2 separate regions of the Sus scrofa genome follow, and region 2 is linked to region 1. Evidence: chromatin contacts called from public HiChIP or PLAC-seq data. All regions are on one chromosome and are shown on one strand. The core of a region is the stretch at or near the end of the contact, and the rest is flanking DNA. Distances in the headings are between cores, read along the strand shown. Region 1 overlaps ADAM19 (disintegrin and metalloproteinase domain-containing protein 19). Region 2 overlaps CYFIP2 (cytoplasmic FMR1-interacting protein 2).

The links. HiChIP or PLAC-seq counts read pairs in DNA pulled down with a chosen protein or histone mark.
Region 2: a contact with region 1 is called in an H3K27ac HiChIP or PLAC-seq map of skeletal muscle. The contact joins two enhancer-like sites. A contact is called at or near these places in 3 of 47 Hi-C or Micro-C datasets (liver and skeletal muscle) and 1 of 2 datasets of contacts at active chromatin or transcription factors (skeletal muscle).

The regions. Positions count from the first base shown.
Region 1 is chr16:65,731,290-65,734,880 of Sscrofa11.1, reverse strand. The region is part of intron 3 of ADAM19 (disintegrin and metalloproteinase domain-containing protein 19); the gene reads right to left. Among named protein-coding and RNA genes, the nearest start is that of ADAM19, 17 kb to the right of the region's middle. Within about 2 kb of position 2,055, at least 14 of the 83 cell types and tissues checked have an H3K27ac peak or open chromatin away from gene starts, as enhancers often do. A contact at or near this core is called in skeletal muscle, where this site is marked.
Region 2 is chr16:65,880,394-65,884,379 of Sscrofa11.1, reverse strand. All of the region lies in intron 26 of CYFIP2 (cytoplasmic FMR1-interacting protein 2), which reads left to right. Among named protein-coding and RNA genes, the nearest start is that of FNDC9, 20 kb to the left of the region's middle. Within about 2 kb of position 2,224, at least 33 of the 83 cell types and tissues checked have an H3K27ac peak or open chromatin away from gene starts, as enhancers often do. A contact at or near this core is called in skeletal muscle, where this site is marked.

The DNA.
Region 1 (3,591 bases), core at 806-3,305:
AGATCCTTAACCCACTGAGCAAGGCCAGGGATCCCACCTGCATCCTCATGGATACTAGTAAGGTTCGTTAACCACCGAGCTATAACAGAAACTCCAGCAAAAAAATTTTTAAATAGCTTGAATGCCCATTGATATGGGATGATTAATCATGGCCTCTTTATGACTGAATCTGAATGATGGATGTGTGGGAAGTCATTATATTTTTCTCTCCACTTCTATGTACACTCGATAATTTTTCATTGTAAGAAATTTTAAAAGTTAATTAAGGCATACAGATACAATATAATATCATACAGCCATTAAAAATGATCCAATAAACTTACATGGGAATGTATCCATAATAGACTCCCATACTGTGCTGTATGGATGTCAAATGGTACAGCTTTGGGGAGGAATCTGTGGAATGTGAGGTATAATTTGTCAAAATTTAAAACATTTTAAACATATATGCTATATGACCTTGCAATTCTACTTCTAGGTATCAATCCTACAGAAATACTTGCAAATATGCTTCAAGATTATGTATACGCTTACAAGTGCAGTATTATTTATAAAAGCAAGAAATTGAAAAACTGTCCAGTAGGGAGATTTTAAAATTTTGGTCCATCCATTCAGTGGTTATCATAAAGAAGAATGAAATGGTCTGTAAATATGCTAATGTGGAAAGATATTGAAGATAAATAATAAAATAAGCAAATTACAGAACAGTACATAAAGTTTGGATCTCATGTAATTTAAAACTCTATTACTTAGGTAATTTTTTTCTAGAATTTTATTATCAAAGTTTTAAACACTCCAAAAAGTTACGTAAATTTTTAAAAATAATTGTTGATTGCCCACACTGTATTTCCTAGCCAGAAGAAAAATAAGCTATAGGAGTTCCCAGGTAGTACAGCAGGTAAAAGATCTGGCATTGTCACTGCTGTGGCTCGGGTTTGATTCCTGGCCAGGATCTTCAGCGTGCAGTGGGCATGGCCAAAAAGAAAAAAGGAAAAAAAAAAAAAAAAAAAAAAAAAAAAAAAAAAGGAGTTCCCGTCATGGCGCAGTGGTTAACGAATCCGACTAGGAACCATGAGGTTGCGGGTTTGGTCCCTGCCCTTGCTCAGTGGGTTAACGATCCAGCATTGCCATGAGCTGTGGTGTAGGTTGCAGACGCGGCTCGGATCCCGCATTGCTGTGGCTCTGGCATAGGCTGGGGGCTACAGCTCCAATTCGACCCCTAGCCTGGGAAACTCCACATGCCGCGGGAGCGGCCCAAAGAAATAGCAAAAAGACAAAAAAAAAAAAAAAAAAAAAAAAAAAAAGGCTCTAAAACTTGGGATAAAATAGGAACCTATTTGGATGAATTTACATGGAAATTTATACAGGGTTAAAAAACCTATGAGAAATAGTATGTTCAGTGTAAATGCTCACTCGCTGGATGCAAGCTATCACTGTTCCCTTAAGGTAAACAGCCTGGTGGTCAAGGGTTCCTCAAATTCCCAACTTCCTCCAAGTACACAGCTTCCCTTCGCTCTGACCAGGACCCACCTACAGCCAACAGGGCAGCTGACAGCTTCCTCCCATTCATTTTACCCCGTGCTCCTGCAGAAGGGCCGCCAGGAGAAATAAGCTTGAGACAAAAGAAAACCATGGACATCCTTCCTGGCTACACAGGCAGCCGTGGCTGCGGGTCCCTAGAAGGAGAGAGAGCCGGAACCAGTGAACAAATCCCAAGTCCTTATCAGATAGCTCAGGGCCTCGCCAAGGGAGGGCATGGGCACCGATTCTGCAGGCACGGACAAGAGGTACAGTTCAGCCAGCTAGAGAAGCCTGCAAAGCTGTGTTCTTGAGATACAGTTAGGTCAAACTGGGCACAGCTGGAGAGCAGAAGTGAGTTTCCTCCCAGGGGCAATGGGTTTTAAGGTCATCTTCCTAATTACACTTGGAAACCAACTTGGGGGAATTCCCTCTTACTTCATTCGTAAATGTTTTTCCCATCCTGAAATACAAGTAATAGCGACTATTTACTGGGCTCTCACAGTGCACCAGGCACAGGGTAAGCCCTTACGAGCATCACGTTATTGAATATCACACAACATCCGATGAGGTGACAGCTATTATTAACCCCATCGTGTGGATGAGGAAACTGAGACTCGCAAAGGTAAAAGCAACTTGCCAAAGTTTATACCGCTTGTAGGTGCAAGGATCCAGGCTCTGAATTCAATTTGCCTGGCGTACAACACTACAGGCCACTGAACTTCAAATTCCAGAGTTGTTTTCGTTTTTTTCTTTTTTGGCTATGCCCCCGGCACGTGGAAGTTCCCAGGTCAGGAAACCCACACCATAACAATGACCTGACCCATAGCAGTGACATTGCGGGATCCTTAATCCACTGTGCAACAAAGGAACTCTCACTAAAATCCAAATTCTAACCAGGACCTAGGGAAGGCAGAAGGAAAGGAAAGGAGGAGGGTGGAATAATAGAGCAGTAACACCAGTGTTAACCCAAGAAGAGCATACAAAACAAACGCATCGTATCCAAGAGGCAATCTGAGGCCACAGCCAAGAGCCTGGGCTTGGAGTCAAATAGATCTAGCTCTATGTCCTGGTTCTGCCCTTCCTATCCAGGTGAGCTTGAGCAAGTTACACTGCTCCATGCCTGCTTCAGCATCCCCATCTGCCAAATAGGGCTAATACAGGTACCCACGCTTCATAGGATTGCTGTGATGACTCAGATGAACTATGTAAAGACTGCAAAACAGAGGTTGCTATATAGCCATCACCTACATTGTAGCTGTTCCCATGAGTTATGACATCATTATTCATTTCCGACCATCATTCCTCAGCCAGACTGAGCATCAGACATCATGACCCGGAACTTGGGAAATGTTGATAAACGGTAACCACACACTATTTCTCAATATGTTTTTCTCTTGTCACGTTCTTACTTGAAGACAGGGGCACATGCAATGCTTTGCATCACCAAGACACTTTAGAAAACATCTCTTCTTGATTTTGCATTAATGAAAGTTAACATACATTGAAATCCTGCTTGTTATGTGCCAGGCATTATACTAACCACATCAAAATACATGATCACTAAGCCTCCCAAACCCTGAGTATTAGTTACCTGTGGCTGCCGTGTAACAAATTATTACAAACATGGTGGCTTAATGTAAAGTTATTCTCTCAGGGTTCTGGAGACCAAAAGAAAAAGTCAGTATTACTGAGCTGAAATCAAGTTGTCAGCAAGGCTGCACTTCTGGGAGGTTCCATTGCTGGCCTCTCCCAGCTTCTCATGGCTGCCCTCATCCCTTGGCTTGTGGCTGCGTTACTCTCATCTCTAAGATCACAACGCCTTCTCCTCTTCTGTCTGTGAGCAAATCTCCCTCTGCCTTCCTCTTACAAATACACTTGCGACTGCATTTACAGTCCACCCAGAAAATCCACAATAATCTCCCCTTCTCAAAATCTGTAATTTAGTCACACCTAACAAAGATTTTTAGCCACATAAGGCAGCATAGTTTCATGTTCTAGGAATTAGAATGTGGATCTCCTAGGGGGTAGGGGACATTTTTCAGCCTATCCAACCCTGCAATGAAGTTACTA
Region 2 (3,986 bases), core at 975-3,474, 150 kb before region 1:
TAGTCGGTGATGTGTTCTCTTGCTCTATCTGCACACCACGCACACCACTGGTCCTGTTATTTACATAATTTTTTTTTGCTTTTTTTTTTTTTTTTTTTGCTTTTTAGGGCCCCACCCGTGGCATATGGAAGTTTTCAGACCAAGGGTCAAATCAGAGCTACAGCTGCCAGCAATGCTGGATCTGTGACCTACACTACAGCTCACGGCAACACTGGATCCTTAACCTACTGAGCAAGGCCAGTAATTGAACCCACATCCCCATGGATCCTAGTCAGGTTCGTTAACAGCTGAGCCATAGAGGGAACTCCCTAAAGTAGCTTTTTAACTTAAACTTATTTTAAAAGGAAACTTCATATTACTTCCACTGGAAAAAAAAAAGTCATTATCTCTAGCTGTCATTAGAAAACAACCAGAATAATAAATTGTCAAAACAATATAGCTGATATAATTCCAGTTTCTGCTGGTGTAGGCCCTGCGCCTAAGGCCTGTGCATTCTCTCTGTTAAAAACAGAGATTAGCAAATGTTATAGAAATGGGAAGACATGCTGGTTCCCAATGGAGACACTCTCATTAGAGTTGTCAGAAAGATGAATAGGAAACGCAAAAGGAAAAAAATGTTCTTGCCGTGACTCACCCTTAGGACCTTCCATTGCCTTGTACCCCCATTTCCCACCCTTTGGAAAATGCAAACCTTGGGCGACATTGACACGCATTTGGGGGGAAGGAAAAACTGCTTTCTTGGTCAGTTTCCTGGCTGTAGATCCTTCCCAGGCAGGAGTCTAATCCAGAATAATCATTCTTTTTCTCCTTGGCAATTCGGAGGGTAAGAGGGAGCAGGGGTGGAGGTGAGACATAGTAATGAATAGCATGGTTTGAAGGAGGCACAGATGGGGAGGAGAGACACACATTAGATAAGATTAAATGATTTATTCAGCCAGGGCTCCAGGGAGCTCCTGGAAGTGAGGGGCCCACGGAGCAGAAGCAGAGGGAGCATACCACCAGGGAGCTTTCCACTGCACCCGGAGTTCCCCTTGCGGGGCTGGAGGCTGCAGCTCATACTTTCTGTGCAGAGGAAGATGGAGGTAGATGTGAGAAGCCTAATTTCATGACTGCTCCACGGGCCCTGTGTCCTTGGGGCTTCACCTCAGTCTGCAGGAAACACACTGACCTTATGTGCAGCCATATAAGGGAATGTTTAGACTGCTGTGCTCTCTCGTTGGGTCCAGTTCCCCCCTCCTCCCTCCGGAAAGCCAGGGAAGGGATTCCTGTGGTGGTGGGGGTTCCACCTCCAGTTTTCCAGCTCATTTCTCCACACTCACTGGAGTCAGTCCGCCCCCCAGAAAGTGTTCATGTTAGTATTACTGTCTTTTTGTTGCCTCCAAACTCAGAATGTCATTTAAGGAAATACTATTTAGAGCGTCAACTAAAACTGATTCAGAGTTTTTCCACCCAGAGCCAGAGCCTAGGAGCTCCTGCTATAGTACAGTAGATTCACGATCTGGCTTGTCTCTGTGACGTTGCCAGTTGGATCTGTGGCCCAGCACAGGGGGTTAAAGATGTGGCTCTGATTTGGATTCGATCCCTGGCCTGAGAACTTGCATAGGCTGTAGGTGTGGGCTTAAAATAAAAAGGGGGGGGGGAATACCTTAGGAAAAACTAAGAAAATGTTAGTGTAGTGTAGGTGATCGCAATACTGAGGTTACGTAGGAAGATGTCCTCTTTTGCAGGAGTTGCGTGCTGAAGTGTGTATTGCTGAGTGATGCAGTGGCTTCAGCAGACTTGCACATCATTCACTAAATCTGAGAGCATCCCAAAGCAGATAGGGCACAACGTTCACTGCGACGCTACATTGAGACTATGGAGGTGTTCATTGTTCTTTCAAATGCTTTGTGTATTTAACATTTTTCATAACACAGACTTGAGGGTGTAAAGGAAACTGCATCATGCAATCTGGAAAGAATAAGGGTCACCGAGCAGACAAGGTCATGGTGTGTAAGGAGGAAGAAAAGTTATGACGGTTGTTGTTGTTTTTCAGCTCCTTCCGCTAGTTGGTGAGATTTATTCTTGGTAACATGTGCCCCAGAGCTACCTCTGACCTCATTTTTTTAATTGATAGAGGCATCTGCTAGTGCGGAACTCAGCCACGACTCTCAGGCTGCCCATCTGTTTGATTTGTGAGCAGGAAATAGGAGTTCGGGATCATGAAAAGGCAAAGCTGGGGAAGCCAGCCAGTCCAAATTAGGAGGCCACTCAGGTTTGTGAGCGCCTGGCGGGGAGCACTCAGGACACTGCTGTTGGCTGCCCTCTTCCCAGGGGACCTGGTGGGTGGGGAGACTTTCCCTCTGCTTCTGGATCTTTTAAAGGAAAGAAAATAACAGTGCCTTCTCCCTGTGCTTGGTTTAAGAGAAATGTTTCCGGGAGTCCCCGCTGCGGTGCAGTGGGTTAAGGATGTGGTGGTGTCTGTAGCAGCACAGATTCAATCCCCGACCCAGCACAGTGGGTTCAAAATCCAGCATTGCTGCAGCTGTGGCTCAGATTCGATCCTTAGCCCACGAACTTCCATGTACTGAAGGTACAGCCAAAAAAGAAAAAAAGAGAAATGTTTTCTTTGAGAGTCACTGCCTTTGCATTCTTGCTCAGGGTGAAATTTGCTAGGAGGTAACACATTAGGGGATAAAAAGAGCTGATTGGCCTATGTAGCAGCAAAAACATCATCACTGTAAATCAGAACATGCCTCTCCTGCTTAAAACTGACAGGTGGCTTCTCATAGTACTTAAAATTCGAACTCCAAGCTTTGACCTGTGATGCCCAGAGAATTCATCCATGCCTGCTCCCCGAACCCTGTCTCTTATTACCCATCTCTTCCTCCACAGTTCAATCACATGGCCAGAGATGTCAGGCTAGAGATGCAGAATCTGAGGGGCCCTGAAAGTCTGTATCAGGACCATGGCCAAATCTTACTTTCCTTGGTGTCTACTCTGATGCTTGCTGGCATGTACCCTCTTGGTGTTAAAATTCAGGGGGCACCAAGAGCATCCCCCCAAAAGAGCATCTCTTCTGGTTTCTTATCCCAATGTCTGTAATTCTCCTACTAGGAACTTTGTCAATTTGAAATGTTATATAATCTCTAGAAACCCCACTAAAATAACAGAATCTGCTGAGACTGATTGTAAGAAAGATGATGCTGTGAGAGCCAGAACTTTGGTGTACTCATTTATCAAATAATTTTGAGGAATAGGAAGATCACTCAGGAAAGAGAAACTAAAAGACCTGCTCCAGGTCAGTGGGAGGGAGGGAGGGAAAATCACTGAAGTCAAAACTCTGGACTGTGACGTAGAAACTGGACTATACCTGAGGAGATGTTAATAGAATACTCTGATACAAGTAGATTACAGAAGAACAATATTGTATATGCCATTCTTATTTTAAAATATATGCTTAGGGAGTTCCCGTTATGGCTCAGTGGTTAACGAACCCAAGTAGCAACCATGAGGATGTGGGTTCGATCCTTGGCCTCATTCAGTGGGTTAAGGATCCAGCGTTGCCATGAGCTGTGGTATAAGTCATAGACACAGCTTGGATCCCAAGTTGCTGTGGCTCCGGTGTAGGCCGACGGCTACAGCTCCGATTTGACCCCTAGCCTGGAAGCCTCCAAATGCCACGGGTGCAGCCCTAGAAACACAATAAAAATAAATAAATAAAATATATGCCTAGATGTTTAATGCATGGAAAAACCTGGTAGGATAAGCCCCAAAAGATTATCGGTGATGACCTCTGGATGATGGGATTATACATTTTTCCTTTTATAGAAAAAAAGTGTATTATTTATTTCCATTTTCTATTTTTTCAAAAATAGCCAGAAAGAAAGGGGCTAGAAGACAACCTTAAAAATATATCTGGGATCGAAGGCATTGCCGTGGGGGCTGTGGTTAACAATACTATATTGTGTACTGGAGAGCTGCTAGGAGAGTAGATCTTAAATGTT